7 separate regions of the Mus musculus genome follow, and regions 1, 2, 4, 5, 6 and 7 are each linked to region 3. Evidence: chromatin contacts called from public HiCAR-type and promoter capture Hi-C data. All regions are on one chromosome and are shown on one strand. Each heading gives the region's core, a stretch centred on a gene start, on an enhancer-like site or on the middle of the called end of the contact. The rest is flanking DNA. Distances are from core to core; before and after follow the strand shown. Region 1 holds the start of Psmd1 (proteasome (prosome, macropain) 26S subunit, non-ATPase, 1). Region 2 holds the start of Agap1 (ArfGAP with GTPase domain, ankyrin repeat and PH domain 1). Region 3 holds the start of Usp40 (ubiquitin specific peptidase 40). Region 4 holds the start of Nmur1 (neuromedin U receptor 1). Region 5 holds the start of Htr2b (5-hydroxytryptamine (serotonin) receptor 2B). Region 6 holds the start of Pde6d (phosphodiesterase 6D, cGMP-specific, rod, delta). Region 7 holds the start of Nppc (natriuretic peptide type C).

The links. Promoter capture Hi-C pulls out the DNA fragments that hold promoters and counts their contacts. HiCAR-type assays count read pairs that join an accessible place to other places.
Region 1: a promoter capture Hi-C map of pre-B cells shows a contact between it and region 3, with 4 times the contacts expected there. The contact joins the promoter of Psmd1 here to the promoter of Usp40 in region 3. A contact is called at or near these places in 3 of 39 promoter capture datasets (cranial neural crest, hippocampal neurons and pre-B cells) and 1 of 115 datasets of contacts at active chromatin or transcription factors (astrocytes).
Region 2: a HiCAR-type map of astrocytes shows a contact between it and region 3, with 4 times the contacts expected there. The contact joins the promoter of Agap1 here to the promoter of Usp40 in region 3. A contact is called at or near these places in 1 of 39 promoter capture datasets (hippocampal neurons) and 1 of 115 datasets of contacts at active chromatin or transcription factors (astrocytes).
Region 4: a contact with region 3 is called in a promoter capture Hi-C map of pre-B cells, with 5 times the contacts expected there. The contact joins the promoter of Nmur1 here to the promoter of Usp40 in region 3.
Region 5: a promoter capture Hi-C map of liver shows a contact between it and region 3, with 4 times the contacts expected there. The contact joins the promoter of Htr2b here to the promoter of Usp40 in region 3. A contact is called at or near these places in 1 of 39 promoter capture datasets (liver) and 1 of 9 other capture datasets (adipose tissue).
Region 6: a contact with region 3 is called in a promoter capture Hi-C map of hippocampal neurons, with 8 times the contacts expected there. The contact joins the promoter of Pde6d here to the promoter of Usp40 in region 3. A contact is called at or near these places in 3 of 39 promoter capture datasets (hippocampal neurons, liver and pre-B cells) and 1 of 115 datasets of contacts at active chromatin or transcription factors (astrocytes).
Region 7: a contact with region 3 is called in a promoter capture Hi-C map of pre-B cells, with 3 times the contacts expected there. The contact joins the promoter of Nppc here to the promoter of Usp40 in region 3. A contact is called at or near these places in 3 of 39 promoter capture datasets (hippocampal neurons, pre-B cells and stem cell-derived epiblast-like cells).

The regions. Positions count from the first base shown.
Region 1 is chr1:86,063,126-86,066,000 of GRCm38.p6, reverse strand. It overlaps Psmd1 (proteasome (prosome, macropain) 26S subunit, non-ATPase, 1), which reads right to left and starts at 1,382. Exons shown (of 25, transcript NM_027357.2): 1 at 1,196-1,382. The coding sequence starts at 1,211.
Region 2 is chr1:89,453,374-89,456,320 of GRCm38.p6, reverse strand. It overlaps Agap1 (ArfGAP with GTPase domain, ankyrin repeat and PH domain 1), which reads right to left and starts at 1,510. Exons shown (of 18, transcript NM_178119.3): 1 at 729-1,510. The coding sequence starts at 891.
Region 3 is chr1:88,007,256-88,010,239 of GRCm38.p6, reverse strand. Usp40 (ubiquitin specific peptidase 40) reads left to right here and starts at 1,689. Exons shown (of 32, transcript NM_001198573.1): 1 at 1,689-1,802; 2 at 2,798-2,984. The coding sequence starts at 2,817.
Region 4 is chr1:86,386,577-86,389,587 of GRCm38.p6, reverse strand. It overlaps Nmur1 (neuromedin U receptor 1), which reads left to right and starts at 1,447. Exons shown (of 2, transcript NM_010341.1): 1 at 1,447-2,275; 2 at 2,875-3,011. The coding sequence starts at 1,447.
Region 5 is chr1:86,110,574-86,113,523 of GRCm38.p6, reverse strand. It overlaps Htr2b (5-hydroxytryptamine (serotonin) receptor 2B), which reads left to right and starts at 1,544. Exons shown (of 4, transcript NM_008311.3): 1 at 1,544-1,645; 2 at 2,408-2,950. The coding sequence starts at 2,642. The region is part of intron 16 of Psmd1 (proteasome (prosome, macropain) 26S subunit, non-ATPase, 1); the gene reads right to left.
Region 6 is chr1:86,581,404-86,584,512 of GRCm38.p6, reverse strand. It overlaps Pde6d (phosphodiesterase 6D, cGMP-specific, rod, delta), which reads left to right and starts at 1,728. Exons shown (of 5, transcript NM_008801.3): 1 at 1,728-2,213. The coding sequence starts at 2,164. Cops7b (COP9 signalosome subunit 7B) reads right to left here and starts at 1,592. Exons shown (of 8, transcript NM_172974.3): 1 at 1,417-1,592.
Region 7 is chr1:86,669,244-86,672,101 of GRCm38.p6, reverse strand. It overlaps Nppc (natriuretic peptide type C), which reads left to right and starts at 1,529. Exons shown (of 3, transcript NM_010933.5): 1 at 1,529-1,753; 2 at 2,148-2,458. The coding sequence starts at 1,664. The coding sequence ends at 2,438.

The sequences.
Region 1 (2,875 bases), core at 133-2,632, 1.9 Mb after region 3:
TGAAGCCACCACTTTGAAGACCAGTGGTAATGGCGGGGCCTAAGCCTATTCTTACAAGTGGCAAAAAATCTAGTATTTTCCTCCAGAGCTAATTGGAAAAAAGAAAAGAAAATGCTTCTTTTGATGGGAACTAAAATTCATTGCAATCATCTGTCTCTATCAGGACAAAAGTCTAACTTCAAGTCCAAACACTTCTTCACGTGTTTAAAAATAACCAGCACAGAGTGTAGTAGTACACTACACATTTTTAATCCTAGTATTTAGGAAGCAGGGGCAGGAGATCTCTGTGAGTTTGAGGTCAGCTTGGTCTACACAGTGAGTTCGAGGACAGCTAGAGCTACACAGTGAGACCCTCCCCACCGTACAGCATACTGTCTACTGAGAACCCGTTTGTTCAAAATCAAATACTTGTAGAACAAGTACAGAATAGGAATAACAACCAAGCAAGGGTACGCAAGCAGCCAGGGCTGAGAAAGCATCGAGACTGGGAACAGCTATACGCAGTTCAAGTCTGTAGTGGGCTTGAAAAATCTCCATGTAGAAGTTCATCTCCCTCCACACCTTCCCATTTCAAAAGCCATTACAAGTATCTACCATACAAGTGTGCGAAACCTGCTTTGCAGTCCTGAGGATCTAAACACACACAGTAAGGTGGCTCTCCAGTCAATGCTGCCTTCACTGAACGAGGTTCTTAGGTGAATACGGTAGCACCAAAAACCCAGCCACCTCAAACCTAATTTCGGACTTCCAGGAGAAGATATCTCATGCACAAGCCAGAAGCACTTAGTGTAGCAGTTAGGCTGCCAGGCCAGGACCTGCTATAAGATGCTTACGATGACACCGGGGCCCATCCCAAACCGAAACACCTGCGGGGAAGGATTGGGGGGTCACTCGACCAAGAAGCGGACAGAGAATAAAGGTCCAGCGACCGCCTAGGAGCCCGGTCTGGTCCTGGAACGGGGGTGTGGCTGGAGAGGGACGGCCGGGTGGCTACCTGGTCCTATTCCTACGAACCCCAGGGGCCTGCAGTGACCTGGCCAGTTTCCCAGCCCTCGATCCCCGAGGTGGGCCTCGGGCAGAGGGGCCTCGCAGGCCGGCGCTCGACCCGGAGGTGCCCAGTCACCCGCCCTGACTCAGCTAAACGCCGGCGCGGCGGCGGCTCCTCACTGGGGCGCCTGCTCCCGGCAGCACTCACCGGCTGAAGTGATCATGGCTGCGCCCTGCACTCGCCGATCCACTCGTCCACAGTCCTGGCCAAGCCCTGGATCTGTCAGCTCAGGGCCCGCTTGCTCTACCGCACCTCCAGGGTCCCGGGTGCGCTGCTCAGTCAGTCCCCTCCACAGGCCGCCGGCTCGCTTCTAGCCGAGGACCCCGCCCGCCCTAGGGCTGCCCGCATCTCCGCCTGAGGCTTGGCTCAAATTCACCGCCACGCTGTGTCTTTTATGCAGCTTCCGCCTCTCGAGATCATGCAACAAGGTAAAAAAACATGTCGTTGTTTTTTATAACTCTCCGTGAAGTCAGAGATCTGGCCGGCTGCGAACGGACATTCATTTCTAGTTGCAATCAGGCTTCAAAATAGACACCCTTGCAAAGAGAGGCCCACTCATCACCCGCCATTGCTAAGAGAATGAGTGTTAGGGGAGGTATAAGCATTGCTCGCAGCGCCACCTAAGGCTATGGAGGTCTCACTGCAATAATGCCCACCAACCCAAGACTACAGGGAAGTATTTTCTTAGAAAAGCGACTGAGGCAGAAGGATCTTGAATTCGAGGCCAGCCTGGGCTATAAAAGATCTGCTATCAAAGTAGGGGAAGGTGGTGGTGGGATAATGCTGGAAAGGCGACTTGGTCGCTTAAGTGGTTGCCATAAAAGCATGAAGACCTGAAGTTGAGTTAGGATTCCCAGTGGCCGGTGTAAACCCAGTGCTGGGGGAGGTGAAGGCAGGTGGATATCTGGGGCTTGCTGGCCGGCCTGTGTAGCCGGTTGGTGAGCTCCTGGTCTAGTAAGAGACTCTTGTTTCCAAAAAATAAAGTGGCTGGGTGTTGTGGTTCACACCTTAATCACAGCACTCAAGAAGCAGAGGAAAAGGCAGGAAGATCTCTGTGGATTTAAGGCCAGCCTGGCCTACAAGTGGGTTCCAGGACAGCCAGAGCTACAAAGTAAGACCTTGAGGAGTGTGGGGGTAGGGAAGGAAGAGTGGGAGAGCAATTGAGGAAGACACCCAATGTCAACCTCCGGCCTACTTGCGTATATGTGTATATATGTGTATATACATATACATGTGTATATGTTTGACACAAACTTGCCTCCATGCCTGTGTCTTTCGTACAGCCTCATCCAGCGAAGGCCCCCCTCCCCCCAAATATGAACATACACAAAAATAGACTGTCCAGGTGTCAAACATGGTGGTACACCCCTTGGGAGGCAATGGTAGGCAGATCTCTGTGAGTTCCAGGCCAGCCTCATCTCCATAGTGAATTCTAGTGAAGGAGGAGTCAATTGTGAGACCCTGTCTTAAAAAGGCTGGGTTGGTGGCAGTTCGGAGAGTTGCCTTTAGTGGTTAAGCTTCCAGAGAACCCAAGTACAATTCTGAGCACCCACATCGAGTAGCTCACAACTACTTGTAACTCCAGCTCCAGGGGGTTTGATGCTCTCTTTTGGCCTCCACAGGTACCTATACTCATGGGCACATAGACACACACAAATAAGTAATAAATACCTCTTTAAAAATAGAAAGCCTGTCTCTAAAATACAAAAACTTCACAGTACTTTATTATGATAATGAATGAACTAGTCTATCATAAATAAACAATGAGAATGGGGTGGGGGATCCTATACAATAGCCCAGGTGGTCTGCAAGCTTTCTTTGTAGCTG
Region 2 (2,947 bases), core at 261-2,760, 1.4 Mb before region 3:
CAGTGTTCTGTGCAAACACAGGCTTACAGGCAGCAAGATCATCCACTTTTCCGCCCCTTGGGTGGCTCCCAAGTAGCCGACGGATTAAAGTGCCCCTTTCAGCAAGACAGTATCAAGGTGTCCTGCCTCCCAAGAAGGGTTATAATTTGCCTCAGGATTTTAGTACAAAACGGCCAGCGTTTGTACAACGCCAGTCCGATCAGCACTGGGGCATGATACTGCCTGGGTCCCATTGGCTTCCTACATGTGCCACCTCCCCTGTATCCGCGAACTGGAGGGGGGGGGGGGTAGCCAGCCATGAAGCAACTGAATAAGCTGGCCGGAACAGCATCCCCAGCAGCAGCGCTTCTCAAAACACATCTTCAACGTCCACGAAAGACACTCAGGCCGGGCCTGATAACCTGTCAGGGATCCAGTGGCGCCATCCCAAGCAGCTGCCCCCAGGCGTCTGCTGGGCCCGGACGGGGCTTGCGGGCCGCCCCGGACGTAGCAGCACCGTGCCACTTTCTCACAGGAGAGACTCCATTGTCCATTATCAAATGAACGCTGACAACCCATCTTCCCTGGCTGACTGGCCGGCCTTGCGGGACAAGAGGCACCGCAGTGCTCTCTCCGCCGGGCAGCCGCGTGTGTACACACGCAAGCACACACGCGCGCACACACCCCGCCGCGCCAGGGGCGCCCGCTCCCCCGCGCTTTCCAGAAGCCCCGGGCGGCCTGGCCCTCACCTTCGATGGCGATGACGTGCTCCCGAATCTGGTTCTGCAGCACCGGCTCCTCCACGCGCTCCAGCAGCTCGTAGATGGAGTAGATGTTGGGGTGGACCGACTCGAAGCGCTGGATCTCGGCCCGGATGGCAGCCGAGTTGGCCAGCTGCTGCTGGTAGTTCATGGTGCAGGCGCGGCGCCCAAAGCCGCGCGCCCCCCGTCGTCGCCGCCCCGCGCCCCGGAGCCCCGCGGGCCACCGAGACCCGGGGCGCCGCAGCCCCCGGGGAGCACGGAGCCGAGGAGGCGCAAAAAAAAAAAAAAAGAAAGAAAGAAAGAAAGAAAGAAAGAAAGAAAAGAAAAGAAAAAGAAAAAGAAAAAGAAAAGAACGCTGAGGATGAAGCAGTAGAGGGGCTCAGTTCATAGCAGGGACCAGCGTCCCGGGTCAGCGGGCCGTCCGGGAAGACCGCGGCGCCATGGAGCGCGGCCGGCCGCGGAGGAGGCTCGCTCGGGCGCCTTCCCGCGCCGCAGCCGCCCGCACCCCTACACGCCGGCCGGCCGAGCAGCCATTAAAGCGCAGGCAGCACGGCGCTGCGAGCGCCGGGGCCGAGGCCCCCGGGCAGTGGCCGCTCTGCTCCGGGCGCACGGCTGCGGCTGGGTCCGCGCGCTTGTGAGTGCCGCGCTACCGCGCGGGCCGGGGCCCTCAGCTGCCCTGCGCCGTCCGCCAAGCCGGGACCGAGCTGTAGGCGCCTTGCCAGCCGCGGAGACCGCTCCGAGCGCCGCCCGCCGCTGCCCGGCCAGCCCCCTCCCTGGCACGCAGGGCTCTGGCCCACGTCGGCCCCGCCCCCGCCTGCGCTCGCCGCCCTCCGGCCGCCGCTGCGTCCTCGGCGGCGCTTCCCAGCGCGCCGGATCCCGGGGAATTGCGCCAGACCCCGCCCCGCGCTGCCTCTGGGCTTGCTGGGACTTGTAGTCCATCACGCCGGCCGGCCCGCGCGCGTGGGGTGCGCTGTGCGATCGCGTCGCAGCGCACTGGGCGGGCCCCGCGGGACGTCCGGATGCCGCTACAGCCCGCGGATCTGCGAGCTGAGAGCCCTGGTCCCTCTCGGTTATCCCTACTGCCCCGTGCCAGCCCCCGCGCCTCTGTACGGGGAAGGTGGCGCACGAGCCCGCCCGCCCGCCCGCGCTTTTGTTTGTTTGCCAGTTGAGCGCTTAAGGAACCTCTGCGACGCGCGGGGTCCCCTCCCCCCGTCTGGCAACTTTCTGCCTCCTTTCTAAACCCAGCAGGATAGTTACTTCCCTTCCCATGGGATACACGGGAGTCCAACGCTTCATCAATAAACTAAACCTGAGGCTGGGGTGGTAGGTGAGACGGAATTCCACGGGGGCTTCTAGGCTTTTCCACGAAAATGTTGCACAACTGAGTTGTAACCTCCACGCCGCAGCCCTCCGAGCGCCCGACACTAACCCCACTTTAGCCCAGTCCAGGAGCCCATGAAGCTAGACCGCACTGCAGCTGAGAGCTCATGCCAACGACTCCAAATGAATTAGATTGTTGTAGATTTCCAAGGATCCAGGACGAGTCCGAGGCCGTAAAGGTCCTGGGTCTATGCACTGTCTCACCATGCAGGGGTGTTTTATAAACAGCCCACATTCCTGATTCAAATGCCCTGGGCTTTACCTGGTTCAAATGCAAGCTAATGGGCAGCCCAGGGCCCCAGGCAGCCTAGCTCTTGGTTCTTGGAACTCTTCCGAGTTCCAGTGTTCCTCAAGCCAGTGTACTGTTCAGCCTTCCTTGTCCCTAACACAGCAGAGGCCCTGGCTTGTTCTGTGCCTTGCCTCTATCTTCGTCCTTAGCAGAAACACTAATAGAGATGCTGGCATGTGGGTTCATTCTACTGTTCGTCCCTACTCCACCTTGAAACCCCAACTCTTTGTGAAATAGTTCCAGGACTCCCCTGCTTCACATCTGGCTTCTCAATCTCTTTGGGGGTTCCTTTGTACTTCTCTAAGGTTTAAATATGGATGATGCTGGGAGTCAACCTTAGACCTGTTTTATTTGCCTCTCTTATGCCTTTGAATATCATATAGAGGTTGATGACACTAAATTTTCTGTCCCAGACCTATCCACCTGTCCCCTCCTCATCACATCCAACTTTTGGATTGAACATGACTTTTCTCCTGTTGGACATCCTGTAGTCTCAGCACTTAAGAGACTAAAACCAGAGGATTGCTGTGGACCCAAG
Region 3 (2,984 bases), core at 440-2,939:
CAGTTTTAACTACAAAGGAACAGAAAATAAAGTGGGTCAGACAAATGTAGACAAGACTGTCTATGGAGAGACCTAAAGTGTGAGAAATGGGGGTGGGTGGGAGGGATTGGACAGTTGAGTGCCCAGAATTAGAGAAAGTACACAGAAAGTAAGCCAATCCAAGAGATAAGATAACTTTGGGGTATGGCCACTTGCAGTAAGTTGACCCCAGAGAGAGAAGGAGAACGTAGACAGGTGGTAGAATGGAACTATGAGTCAGAACATAACAAAGAGGCCAGGCTGTCCTAGGTTGCTTTCTATTGCAGTGATGAACACCACCAGTAAAAGCAACGTGGGGAGAAAAGGGTTCATTTCAGACAGCTCACAGTTCATCACGAACTCAAGGCAGGGCAGCAACTCAAGGCAGGGACTAGAGGCAGAACCTGAAGTGGAGGCCATGGAGAAACCCTGCTCTCTGGCTTGTTCCCTCTGGGTCACTCAGTTTGTTTTTTATACAACCCAGGTCCACCTTCCCAAGGTTGGCACCACCCATAGTGGGCTGGGTCCTCCCACATTAATCATTCATCAAGAAAATGTCCCCACACTTGCCTCCAGGCCAATCTTATAGAGGTATTCTCTCAGCATCTGTTCCCTCTTTCCATGTGACCCTAGCTTGTGTCCCGTTTACAAACAAAACAAAATAAAGTACAAAAACAAACAACCTACCAAGAAAAAAAAAAAGTAATCAAAACCTAACTAACAAGCACATGGGTGTAAGGGGATATAGCTGCCCAGAGGGAAGCCACCTATGCCTGTGGATCTTGGCTTACAGTGTTGAGTTTTGGTCAGGGAATAAAAGTTTAAGGTATAGCTGTGATTTTTAAATAGGAGGATAAAGTACCATAAGACAGAAAGAGATATGGCCAGGAAAGCAAAGTGAAGGGGAGGTTGCTAAAAAGCAAAGTGGTCCTCCACCTGGAGTACTGAGAGCTGTGTACTCTCCCAGTCCATTTCCTGGCCCAGACCCCTTATTCCTAGCCAATGGTCATCTCCAGTCCTTTCCTCCCAACACTTCCTCAGCGTTCTAGCCACACCAGCCTCCCTCAAATGTTCCAAAGACAAATCCCTTGGACTGATGGTCACTTGGACTCTGCCACCCTCAACCCCCATCACCCTCCATCTTTATTCCTGTTCTCCATCTCTTAAACTCTCAGCTGAAATAAAAATTAGATTTCACCTGTTTCCTTCATTCACATCCTGATAGAGGTTGGAGGAGACGAGGGAGATACAAATGGGGTCTGTGCAAAGGATGGGAAGTAACCTATCCGAAGAGCTCCAGCAGGACAGACAGTTTTGTGTGCATACATGCTTGCATGGTTATATATAAACTACTTAAGGTGGATTGAAGGCGATGTAAGAAGGTTCACAGAACGTAGAGCATTTTCACAAGTTTTGTATCAGAGATATACTTTGAAGAGGAAAAACTGTTTTAAGGTTCTTTTGTTATCCTAGAGCAGAGACTATATAAATACATACTCCACTTAAATGGTGAAAGCTCTAACAGAATGTGGCTCCAACGCTTTTTGCAGGCAGCAATAAATACAAATTTTAACTTGTAAGCCGTCTGGAAAAAGAGCAGTATAACTACCCATAAATCTCCGCGTGGCGCGACGCACCCTGGGAAGTGTAGTCGCATCTGGGGTGGGGGTGGGTGGTTGGAAATCACTTTCCAGAGACACGGCCTCCTCGGCATGGCGGTGCCCGTTCGGAGCGAGTTCGTTTACTCTGTGCTGTGGCCGGGGCGGGGGTCTGGGCTATAGGCAGTAAGTGGGGCTGGGGAACTGGGCGCAGGGAGGGACGAGGGCAGCGTAGGGACGACGCCGGCGGCCTGGGGAGAGACGCCGGGCCTCTGCTGGCAGCGCGTCAGGGGTCGGGCCGCGGGGACGCGCGCCTGGTCGCGCTCCTGGGCGCTGGGCGGCTTGGTGGGCGGCAAGGCCTCTGGAGCGGCGTGACGGGAAGCCAGCCCGCGAGCTAGCTCGAGGCCTGCCTCGCGAGTTCCATTTCTTGAGCTTTTGTTCAGAGGACTGTGTTGGGAAGGAAGAAAACTGCATTTTGGCCATTCCTATCACTTAAGAGAGTGTTCTCAGCGTTTTACCCCAAATGTCCCTTCCCCACACAAGAAACAGAACAGATTCCCGCAGGTCCCCACTTCTGCAGTTGGATTCCTGGGTATGTTTTGGAAGGCCATTGGACTCCATGGCTCTAATGACCAGAGTTTTTCTTCCTCAAGGTACTTACTCCTGGCTCTCTAGTTTAGGGCCAAAGTGCTGAAACTACTGTCAAGATTAATGTGATAGGGTTAAGTCACTGAAACGCTGTGATCTGGTACTGTGTATGAAGGGATGGGGGAAGCTGAGATTTCATAATTGATGAAGGCTCCTCCCCTTCTCTCCCCCCCCCCCTCATTTAGTGATGTGGAATCCAAGAATAGTTATCGGTTCTTGTGGGTCAAGCCCTTTGTACTCAGTAACCTTTCTTTTGTCATGTGACTGGTTTAATTTACCTATGAAAAATACGCAGCCCCATTTTACATAGAAGTAAATGTTAGCTAAAATAACTTGTCCAGGATCACACAGGTTAATCAGGACCCCGTGTAGGTAGGAAAGACAAGTCAGGTCTCGCTTTCTCCAAAACACAAACTACTGTGTTTTCTGAAGAACGATTTAACAAAACAGCTACGCTCGAATAATAAGAGAAAATTGGGGGTGGAGGTACATTTAAAGAATGGAAACATTTATGTAACATATTTTCTTTAAAGGATAGCGTTTAGTTCCACCATGTTTGGGAACCTATTTGAAGAGGATTATTCCAGTGTGTCAAGTAGTCAGTATGGAAGAGGGAAGAAATTAAAGACTAAAGGTTTGGAGCCGCCTGCCCCTAGAGAATTCACCAATTTAAGTGGAATCAGAAATCAGGGTGGAACCTGTTACCTCAGCTCCCTTCTT
Region 4 (3,011 bases), core at 198-2,697, 1.6 Mb after region 3:
ACACTCTCAGCTCCGGGTGATTCCAACAGCTAGCTAGTATGGTTTGGATGCAGGTAGAGTCCTTTGGGAGTGGTCCTAAGTACTCCAAGCTCCGGGGTCAGCGTTGCCCTCTAGTGGCGATTTTGTGAACAACAGGCGAAGCAACCAGGAAGGCGGGGAGGGCAGCCTCTGTCAGGTCGCCTTCAGCTCAGCATCTATCTGTCAGTGGGAGCCAGGGCGCACAGGACCTCCTGGGCAGAAGGCATGGTAGGTGAGCGGGATACGGGCCCTGACAGGAGCGGCTCTCAGAGTGAGATGGGTGGAAAAACTCTGTGAGACATTTGGGGGTTGTGGGAGAGACCTCTCAGTTAGTCAGTTTATTTCTGTCATTTTTCTGATGACTGTCGTCTCAGCGCTGCTCTCTTGAACCTGGGCTGTCACCTGCCCATCCCCAGCTCCTCTCCGTGAGAGTTCCGAGAGTGAGAACTCCAGGTCTAGTAGGTGCAAAGAATATAAAATATTTAGACTGGGAGTGATTCAGGTGACAGAAAACAGAATCAAATTTGGGTCAAAGTACAGTTTTTTAGCTTTTTCACTCCTTCACTTAACCCCTACGGTGGCTTTCTCTTCACACCAAGGTCACACACAGCGTTCTGTATGTCAGGTCTGCCATGTGTCGATGCTTTTTGTGGATTAAATACCGGGATCTTGCACCTGGAGTTGGGGAGGTCAGGTCTGCCCTGGCAGTTGCTTTAGGAGCCCCGGCTCTTTAAAGACCAAGCAATACTGCAGTTGCACCCACTTTTCTGAGGTCCACATCAAGTGGCTCTCCTGAAGTCTGTCTTAAAAGGGAGACAGCCAAAGGAGATAGCCAAGCGTTCTTGGAAAAACCTGGCATTTCTTCAAAGATTCCAGTAGATTGTAAAGGGCCAATCTTATCATTTAAAAAGTATTTCATTTGTGTGTGTGTGTGTACTTGTGCATATATACTGTTTGCATGTATGTGTGTAGAGGATAGAGGATAACTCTTTGTTGTTGTTGTTGTTGATTGGTTTTTTGTTGTTTGTTTTTGTTTGTTTTTTAGACAGTGTCTCTCTCTGTAGTTCTAACTGTCCTGGAACTTGCTCTGTAGCCCAGGCTAGCCTCAAACTCACATGAGACCTGCCTGCCTCAGCTTCCTTCGCGTTGGGATTAAAGCTGCGCACTACCACTGCCCGGCCAATTTTATTATTTTCAAGGTTTGCACTCCGGATACTCTGTAGTTGAAATGCACTTTAGTGGGTGGCAGATGCTTTCTTTCCCAGTGGCATGTGACTAATCAGTCCTCTACAGTGTGATAACTTAGGACAGAGCTGGGATTACCTAAATGACTTCTGGGTATCTCCCCCTTCTATCCTACAGACTCCTCCCTGCCTCAATTGTTCCATCTTTCCTGGAGCGCTCTCCCCAAATGCTTCAAGGAGCCCCCTGGTCTGCAATATCAGTGAGTTCAAGTGGCCCTATCAACCTGAGGATCTGAACCTTACCGATGAGGCCCTGAGGCTGAAGTATTTGGGGCCACAGCAGATGAAACAGTTTGTCCCCATCTGTGTCACGTACCTGCTGATCTTCGTGGTGGGCACTCTGGGCAACGGGCTGACCTGCACCGTCATCCTGCGCAACAAGACTATGCGCACGCCCACCAACTTCTACCTCTTCAGCCTCGCTGTGTCCGATATGCTGGTGCTCCTGGTGGGCTTGCCTCTGGAGCTTTATGAGATGCAGCAAAATTACCCGTTCCAGCTGGGTGCGAGTGCCTGCTACTTCCGAATACTGCTCTTAGAGACCGTCTGCCTAGCTTCAGTGCTCAATGTCACAGCCCTGAGTGTGGAGCGTTATGTGGCCGTGGTGCGCCCACTCCAAGCCAAGTCTGTGATGACACGGGCCCATGTGCGCCGCATGGTGGGGGCCATCTGGGTCCTCGCTACTCTCTTCTCTCTGCCCAACACCAGCCTGCATGGCCTCAGTCAACTAACTGTGCCCTGCCGGGGGCCGGTGCCCGACTCAGCTATATGTTCGCTGGTGGGTCCCATGGACTTCTACAAGTTGGTGGTACTGACTACCGCACTGCTCTTCTTCTGTCTGCCCATGGTCACCATCAGTGTGCTGTATCTGCTCATTGGGCTGCGGCTGCGGAGGGAGAGGATGTTGCTCCAAGTGGAGGTCAAGGGCAGGAAAACCGCAGCAACCCAGGAGACCTCCCACAGAAGGATTCAGCTGCAAGATAGGGGACGGAGACAGGTGACCAAGATGCTGTGTAAGTCATTGTTGAGGAGAAAGCTGAGCTTCCTCCAGTCTGGGGAAGGAATTGAGCTTCCAGGGTATTGTTTGCTTGCTTGCTTGCTTGTTGTTGTTATTGTTTTGAGAAAGGGTTTCAGGGCTGGTGAGATGGCTCAGCAGGTAAGAGCACTGACCACTCTCCTGGAGGTCATGAGTTCAAATCCCAGCAACCACATGGTGACTCACAACCATCCGTAATGAGAAACTAATAATAATAATAATAATAATAATAATAATAATAATAATAATAATAATAAAACAAAAAAAACCTATGGGCCAGACTTAGCAGGGACCAGAGCAAGTGGGGCTTGGGGTGGAGGGAGCGAGGCCAGAGAAAGACAGAAAAGGGAAGAGGGAAAAAAAGAGAGAAGGAGTTTCTTTGTGTAGCTCTGGCTGTTCTAGAACTTGCTGTGTAGACCAGAGATTCACCTGCCTCTACCTCCAAAGTACTGGGATTAAAGGTGTGCACCACCACTACCTGGCTCTCCTGTCTGCTTTTCTAGGACCGGAAGATAGTGAGCTGTAGATGCAAACTCTAAGCATGATGAAGATCAAATCTCTTCTCTGTCCTTGCAGTTGCACTGGTTGTGGTATTCGGCATCTGCTGGGCTCCATTCCATGCTGACCGTATCATGTGGAGCCTGGTGTATGGACACTCAACGGAAGGCCTGCACCTGGCCTACCAGTGTGTCCACATTGCCTCTGGCATCTTC
Region 5 (2,950 bases), core at 295-2,794, 1.9 Mb after region 3:
TATGCAAACCACCAGCCTTAGCTCTCAATAGGAAATAGAAAATAAATGAGTAGAAAGAAACTGAATCTGAGTATTATGAAACTTGTAGAACAATTAATCAGGTATCGGAAATAGGGGTTGGTGAGATGACTTAGCAGGTAAGAAACCTGTTGCCAAGCCTGACTTTCTGAGTTTAATCATTGGGACACACATGCAAACTGTCTTCTGACCACACAGTGTGCTGAGCCATACACACCCTTCCCCACATCACGCATGCAAAAACCAAATAAGATGTTAACAAAAATTTAAGAATTTTAGGAAATGCAATCAACAAAAGTACTATGAGAAATCAAACAGGAATGATGACCCAAAAGAAGGAAGAAAAAGAAGAAAGAAAATAAATAGATCTTGAGGATTATCCTGAGCTAATGGTTGATGGAGAAGAGAAAGCCATTTTCTTCCGTGGTACCCTCACTGCTACTGTGTCCATGGTCTGTAAATAAGCTAATAAAACAGCCTGCCGGGACACTGATGCAAAGATTCAACCCAGGAAAGTAGAAGAGGGCTGGCAGCGATGAGAAGGAGGACAAGGGAGGTCAAGAGGATGTGAAACATGATGGAATGCCTTATGCATATGTATGAATATGCTTAATAAGAAACACACAAATCCCATCAGTTACGTAAAGAAGCAATTAAACTCTGAGAGACCTGTGAAGACCCTTTAAAAAGGAAACACTGAGAATACTAGAGGCTTTTTTTTTGTCTTGTTTTGTTTCTCTGTGTAGTGCTGGCTGTGTCAGGACTGGTTCTGTAGAACAGGGTGTCCTTGAACTCAGATAGATCTGCCTGCCTCTACCTCCTAAGTGCTGTGACACCACTGCCCTGCTGTAGCTTTAATGTTAAGCCAGGTTTATAGTTTAGAGAAAATCTCAAGAGCATACATGGTAAGATTTATACATTATTTTTCAGAAATAGGGCAGAAATAGATTTTTACTTCACATTATACACTTTTCCCAATTAAAAATCACTGGAAAAGAAGTTGCCAATGAACCAGCTTCCAAATTCAGATGCTGTTTAAAAATGAACAGTGACAAAGTTTCTGCCAAAAATCTATGTATACAAGCAGCATGCAGCTTTTTCTGTGCTTTTCTATATAAGGCTGTGACATGAGTAAATTTATTGCACTCCACAGCAAAGGCATTAGCTGGATGAAAATATTGTCTCACAGGTAAAAATCCCAAGTGTGTGAACTGCTATACAGCTAATGGAGGAGACTCTCCATTTTATCTTCTTTTCTCAAAAGGGAAAAACAGCCTAGGCCTCATTCCAAATAAAATCATCTTATGCTAAAGTTTAGAGTTTACCCTCTAAATATCAAAGAGAACACATAAGAATAGAACTTGAATCAGGTCATGAACTGGTTGGAACACGATTAACGAGGAGTTTTATGAATTACAATGACTATAGCTATATTCTAATAATGACAGTATCAAAGAGGAAACAACCTCTCTGGCAGGCAGACAGCTGCACAACACATTTGTTACACTGCTTACGAGCACCAGCCGCTAAGACTCAGAGCAAGTCAGTGGGGGAGGATCTGCCAGGAGAGGGAGTCCAACTGAACAGACACAGGACGGCTGGCTTAGGAAGCCACAGAAGACAAGCGGTGAGTATTTAGCAAATTCATATGCAACTAGCAGGTTTTTGTTGTTCCCATTTTAATCTTCAGGAGCTCTGCTTCCACATTCCTTTGTATCTATTCAGTGGTTTAAAAATTATAAATATGAAGGCAAATTTAATATGGGAGTTGTCAGTGTAATGAACAAATAACATAATCTTCCTCTTAAAGTGCTTCTCAAGGGAACTGGGAAAGTAAAGAAGACTTAAGAACTTAAAAAGAACTGGTTCAAAGTTGGCAGACTGATTTGATTACATTTAAAATCTTGTGGAAAGAAGTGATTACTACTAAAAGCAAGTATTTGGCTAGTGATACTTTGTACTACTTTCTCTCCAACTTAAGAAATTATTTTAAGAATTATAAAATGAGTTACAAACAAGCTTTTAAATCAACACTCATTCAGGTTCTTAGCTGGTAAATTCTTTACTCATAGGTGGGCTTGCCTCTTACTGGTGGGCCACTATTCTGAATGCTTTCTAAAGTTAAGGGACAAGGTATCCAAGGGCCAGATACCACGTAATGCGCTATCGTCTCTATTATCAACTCTGGGGGCACTGGCTGCACTGTCACAATACATACCGTCCTATCAAAACGGGAGGGGGAAGCTCTAGTGTTTTTTTACTGCTTTTTAGAAATAACTACCTCTGTATCTAGAAGGAAACTCTGATAAATTCATGTCTTAAAATTATAGAAAAAAAGAAATGATAAACTAACATTTTTCATCCACATCTATTGGTGTCTTTCATCAAGTCTTCTGGAATCTAAGCCTCTAGAAAATCTAAAATGTGGATGTCTTACCTGCAAACACGGACAGACGTGTACACAGTCCCATCTTCGAGAGCCTGAATCTTTTTAGAAGGAAGAAGTCACCTTGGCTGTGAGTGTCTGGTAGGTTTGCTAAATGCTTTGCTAAAGCAGATGACTTGCTTAGCTACTGACCATGCTGACCACTGTCTGGAACTGGACTGAGTCACCAAAAGGCGAATGGCTTCATCTTATAAAATGTCTGAACAAAGCACAACTTCTGAGCACATTTTACAGAAGACATGTGATCACCTGATCCTGACTAACCGTTCTGGATTAGAGACAGACTCAGTAGCAGAGGAAATGAAGCAGACTGTGGAGGGACAGGGGCATACAGTGCACTGGGCAGCTCTCCTGATACTCGCGGTGATAATACCCACCATTGGTGGGAACATCCTTGTGATTCTGGCTGTTGCACTGGAGAAAAGGCTGCAGTACGCTACCAACTACTTTTTAATGTCCTTGGCGATAGCAGATTTGCTGGTTGGA
Region 6 (3,109 bases), core at 479-2,978, 1.4 Mb after region 3:
AATTCAGGATTAAAAAAAAAAATTAACATGAGGGGAAAATCCTCAACCTCTGAGTAAGAGGTTCTCAGCCTTCCTAACGCAGAGACCCTTTAATACAGTTCCTCATGCCGGGCGTGGTGGCGCACACCTTTAAGCCCAGCACTCGGGAGGCAGAGGCAGGCGGATTTCTGAGTTCGAGGCCAGCCTGGTCTACAGAGTGAGTTCCAGGACAGCCAGGACTACACAGAGAAAAACCCTGTCTCCCCCCCCCCCCAAAAAAAAAACAACAAAAAACCAATTCCTCATGCTGTGGTGACCCCCATCCCTAAAATAATTTTCATTGCTACTTCAGAACTGTAATGTTTCTACTGTATGGATCATAATGTAAACATTTTTGGAGATAGCGGTTTGCCAAAGGGATTTTTGACCCACAGTTTGAGAACCACTGCTTTAAGTTCAAATGTCATTTCCACCATGAAGTTTTGCCAGCTGTTAAAGGCACGTCACCAGAACCTCTAAGGCATTCTCCACTTGATCTTGACTAAAAGGCCAACAAGTAATCCTCTGTGGCATTCTGATATCTTTTCTTTTATGCCACTTGTCAACTCCATCTTGAATCTCCTTATCTCCCTAATCAGTTATGTATCTTCTGAATAACAGTGGCCTATCTTTTACTTAATTCAGTACCCAACCAAAACCAAAAACCAAAACAAGGTTTGTTGAGTTACTTGGAAGAAAAACAAACAAAATGGGTGGGTGATCAAATGGGTGGAGTGGGAACAAGAACAGGAAAGAAGGCCAGAGGAAGGACACAGGCGTCTCCAAGGAAACAGAGGGTTAAACCAACTTTATCTACTTTCTGGGGGAAAAACAATCATTAAATGTCAACTTGAATGTCAAAAAAGCAAATAAAAATAGCAAGACCTATCTAGTCTGAGGATAAAGGACTGTCACACCAGCTCCTTTCAGGAAATCCATGAAATAAATGCTTTCCTATTTTCTGGGTGTTTCAACACTAGTTCAGAAACTGTTCATTAAGGAGAAAAACAATCACATTGCCATGCTTCTAAAAATATTACCTCCCTAGTGTAGTGTAGATACTAGATGACAGGTCAGTAGATGTAAAGCCAGATTTTAACTGTGTCAATTTGCTGTGCTCTCTGGCCAGTCTCTGCCTCACCGGGTCTCTATTTCCTCATATTTAAAAACAAAAGATAAAGAGATTGGATTGGCAAAATCTTTTAAGTCTTCCTGTACTAACATTGAGTATAAACAATCTTTAGCTCACCCAGTCCAAAGCAGAAATATAACATAAACCCTGCAAAACAAGTAAAAATGAACTCCAGACTAATAAACTAACACTATTTGAGGAGGTCATTTTGTTCTGTTATCTCTCGTGGCTTAATATGTGGTTTTGTTGGTGGTTTGCAGTCTTACCATGGTTTGCAGACTCCTGAGTTCCATGTAAACAGAAGTTAACTGTCGGTGGGTTGTCACGTCTCCGGGGTAAAAGAAGACCTTCCTGCTGGGTTTCAAGTAACAGGATTCAGAAACCAACCCCATAGGAGGATTTCAAATATGTGCACACTGCTCGGCACACTGGAACCCAAGTTAAAAAGATGGAGCGCATAGTATGCTGGGACTTGTAGTCCCTGGCCTCTAATGGTGCGCTGGGATCGCCTGTGCTCTCTGGGATGCTGGGAAATGTAGTTTCTGCCACCTTGTACAGTGCAGCCTGCCATAGTCTCAGACCACTAGTGTGCCCGGCAACAAGAGCAGGCATCTCAAACGCCTCTGAAGATTTCAAGCCATCGCTCCTCTGGGACAAACTCTAGGCAACAACACGAAAGAAAATTCTGTCCTCCGGGACTCTCCAAGAGGGCCTTTCCCACTGACGCTCTCCGTCCCCGAGCGAAGCCGCTGAGCGTTGCTATTGGCTACTCAAGATGCCAATCGCCAAGGCTGGCTTGTCATTGGTTTCAAGGCGGGAGCTCCACGACTAGAGGGAAGGAGAAGGGATCAGGAGCGGGAGCTGAGGGGAGGGAGAGGCCGGTTCGGGTCTGGCCGCCACCGCTGTTCACCTGAGGTGTCCGGCCGGGCTGCGGCTGTCCTCGGTTCCTGGGTACCGTCTGCGAGGCCCCGCGGAGCCAGCGTGGGAGGGCCGCGGGCGGCAGGCGCCGCATCATGTCAGCCAAGGACGAGCGGGCCAGGGATATCCTGAGAGGCTTCAAACTGTATCCGCCCGGGAGCAGGGGCGGGGCTGGGAGGAGGCCGTGGCTCTAAGGAGCCAGGCTTTGGCAGGGGCGTCAGGTGGGCACCGGGGAAGAAGGGCTACGAGAAGGGGCAGGAAAGGAACTGTGTGCCGGGCCCCCGGGAGGGACCGCGAACGGGAGGCAGGCACAGGGGCACCCTGAGGGAGAAAGGGGACGTTGATGGAGCCTGGGGGGGGGGGGGGGCGGGGGGGAGGATGGAGGTGGAGGAGCCCCGGGACCTGGCTACTGCGAGAAGAGTTCCCATTTGAAATTAGGGTCCTGAAGGCCGGGAGGCCAGAAGGGGGCTGCAGTCCCCACGCAGAGGCTGAGGGAGTGCAGCAAGCTGGCCTCCTAGCCTGCCTAGGAGCGACTTTGGCGGGAAGCCCAGGGTGGGAGCAGGAGAAAGTGACTCCAAGCAAGTGACCTTGTATGTGGGGGATAATGTACCCCATCCCACCCCACCACACACACATCCGTCTTGTTTTCACAACTTTTCTTCCTCACTTGTGGCTTCTTATAGGGCTGGAGTAGTGGAGAGGTGGGGAAAGAGAAATTAAAGACGGACCCCATCTTAACACTTTGTTGGCCTTTGGAGCATTAACATCTCAAGTTCTCTTTCCAGCGAGATGAGAAATAGGAGGTGTGTGAGATGCATGAGGTACTTTGGTTTTGAACCGACTCCCGGCAAAATTATCTTTGGCATTGCTGAGGTTAACGCTTTATTATGGTGAAGCTGTTCACAATTACTTGATTGTGTTGAGGACACCATATGATATCAGAATTCGTTGTTTCGGTGGACTTGGTGTTGAATGCCTGTGATCCCAGTACTTGGGAGATGGAAGCAGGGGGATCCAGAATTCAGGTCATCCTCAGAGTTT
Region 7 (2,858 bases), core at 280-2,779, 1.3 Mb after region 3:
CCTCTCAAGCACAACACGGTTGTCGTTTCGTATGTAGTAACACAGAAAGGCCATGGAGGGAGGAGCTGAATGGAGATGAGCCACCAACCTTCCAGAACTGACAAAGGACTTGAAACTGATGTCTAGATCTTTCTTTGGGCAATATGCTGACTCAAATCAAACCTCACCTGTGAGTCATTTCCCAAACGAAAGGCTGGAAGGAGCTTGTGGTCCTCATTTGGAGTCTTTGGGTTGCATGCTAGGAAAGGACGAGGAAGTAGACGGCACACTCAGTACACTCTTGCTTCCTCTGTATCCTCCAGAAGCATTGGGTCCTCTAGACCCATGTCCATCCCAGCAGTCTTCCCACTACCCTCTCTTCCCACTTCCCTTTCTCTGTAAGAAGCTAACTGGCTCCTGCTTCTCGTCCTCTCTCCCAGGCTCTTTGCTCCATGAGACCACAGGGACCCTGCCAACATTCATTTCCCTCGCTCAAGCCTGCATCCTGCTCAGGAGAAGGGACACAAACTCTTGCACATCACTCCATTCTTGAAACTACAAGTTCTCTCGTGGCTCTAAATTGCAGAGCTCCCTAGAGTCCGATGGACCAAGATTCCAGGTCAAGGCGAGGAATTGTGTGCAGCAGAAATAAGTGGCCCGGTCCCTATAGCCAGAAGGCAACTACAACCCCAAACTCAATGGCGATGGCCTATTGAGGCTTGGAGCTGGTTAAAACCCAGTACTGCCCATAGTTTCTTAGGGTATTCAGGACACTAAAGTGGACATCTCCACCTTCAGGAAGGGCCAGTACATCACTGAAGGAAAGCTACCTGCCTCCTAACCTCCCAACACACACACACACACACACACACACACACACACACACACACACACACACAAACTCCTGGCTCACACTCGTGGGTTGATGACATCCTCTCACTCGTGGGTATCCGAGACTTACAAGTCTCCTTTGCAGCTACAACATTCAAGCTCTCCCTCCACTTCCCACTGGGATCTACTAACCCCATCCTCTGCCGCCCCCATGTTTGAGCGTGTAGACATGGTCAGCCCTTCCACCCTGGCTAGCGCGTGGCAGCATTTGTGAAGAGTTTGGAAACAGAGCGATCTGTGTAGATTTTGGGCCGCACCAACTTTCAACCTGTGTAACTTTGCATAAAGGACATTTCTTCTAAGCCTTTGCACCTGCAGAAGGAGTACAGACACGTATCAGGAGCAGCAGATACACAGCGCAGGGACGCCTAGAAGCCTGAGTACTAGGGCGAAGCGCATTCTACAAATGGAGTTCTTTTCTGCGCGCCGCTTTGTGGCTTTGAGCGCAGCGAGCCGAGCCGCCGGCTCCTTCGGAGGTGGGATGTGGGTTGGAGCAGAAGAGGGAGCCCCCGTGGCCCCCTCCCGGCCCCCTCCCGGCCCCCTCCGGGCCGTCGATTCGGCCGCGTGCGCTGTGCCATTGGCCCTGGAGGCCCGGTGGGCGGGAAGATGACATCAGCGGCAGGTTGGATTATAAAGGCTCCAGCGGAGCCACGGACTCAGAGCGCACCCAGCCGGCGCCGCACAGCAGTAGGACCTGTGCTCGCTTGGCAATCCTGCTCCGCATCCGCCTATCCGACTGCTCACCGGCAGTCCCGGCTGCAGACCGTCTGCACACCTCGGTCCCATCGGCACCATGCACCTCTCCCAGCTGATCGCCTGCGCCCTGCTGCTCGCGCTACTCTCGCTCCGGCCCTCTGAAGCCAAGCCCGGGACACCACCGAAGGTGGGTGCTGTCGCGGGGACGCTGGGCTTGTGAGGGGCGTGGAAAGATGTGGTGCGCAGGAGGGAGCAGAGAACCCGGAAAGGCAGACCCCCTCGGACTTGCTCCCTCAAAGCGGGGACTTCTCGGGTTCATTTCCCAGCCTCGGGAGAATGTCGACACATGCACACCTCCCGTGCCCCAATGTGCCCAGCATGACCTGCGGCACGGGAAGAGCAATGGGCTCCCCGGAGGAGCAGGCAAGAAGGCTGCGTGGCAGGTGGATGCTGGACTCAGCTGTCCCGCATCGGTGGAGGCACGCTCATGGCTGAGAAGGGCCACGCCACTCTGGGCCCCGTAAAAGTCATCTATGCTACATCGGTGCACTCTTTCACCTGTCCACTCTTTTCTCCGACAGGTCCCGAGAACCCCGCCAGGGGAGGAGCTGGCGGATTCCCAGGCAGCTGGTGGCAATCAGAAAAAGGGTGACAAGACTCCAGGCAGCGGGGGAGCCAATCTCAAGGGAGACCGATCGCGACTGCTCCGGGACCTGCGTGTGGACACCAAGTCCCGGGCTGCTTGGGCCCGCCTTCTGCACGAGCACCCCAACGCGCGCAAATACAAAGGCGGCAACAAGAAGGGCTTGTCCAAAGGCTGCTTTGGCCTCAAGCTGGACCGGATCGGCTCCATGAGCGGTCTGGGATGTTAGTGCAGCTACCCCTGGCGGCGGTAAGTAACACCATCGGACGCTCCCCGCTCGCCTAGCTCTGCACCCAAGAGAGCCAAGCTCTTATCACTGTCCTTCGCAGACTGTTTGGTTTCCTCCCTGATCCCTATGTTCTGTGACCTTCCCCCAACCAATTTAGGCATGGGATCAAGTGTACCCAGACATTTGCCTGCCACCTCACATATCCCATTTTACAGATTTAAAAAACAACAACAACAAAAAAGTGAACACGGGCCAGGTCAGAGACCAGGTTCAGCCTTAGAGTACTCCATCTGGCTTCCTCTAGAAAAATAGAGACAGGCTTATGCAGTCCCAGCCTCCAAACCCACCACTGACCACTGGCCAGCTAGCCAACTGGAAACTTGTTAGAGAGATCCTGGAAAGAGGGAGAGAAAGATGTAC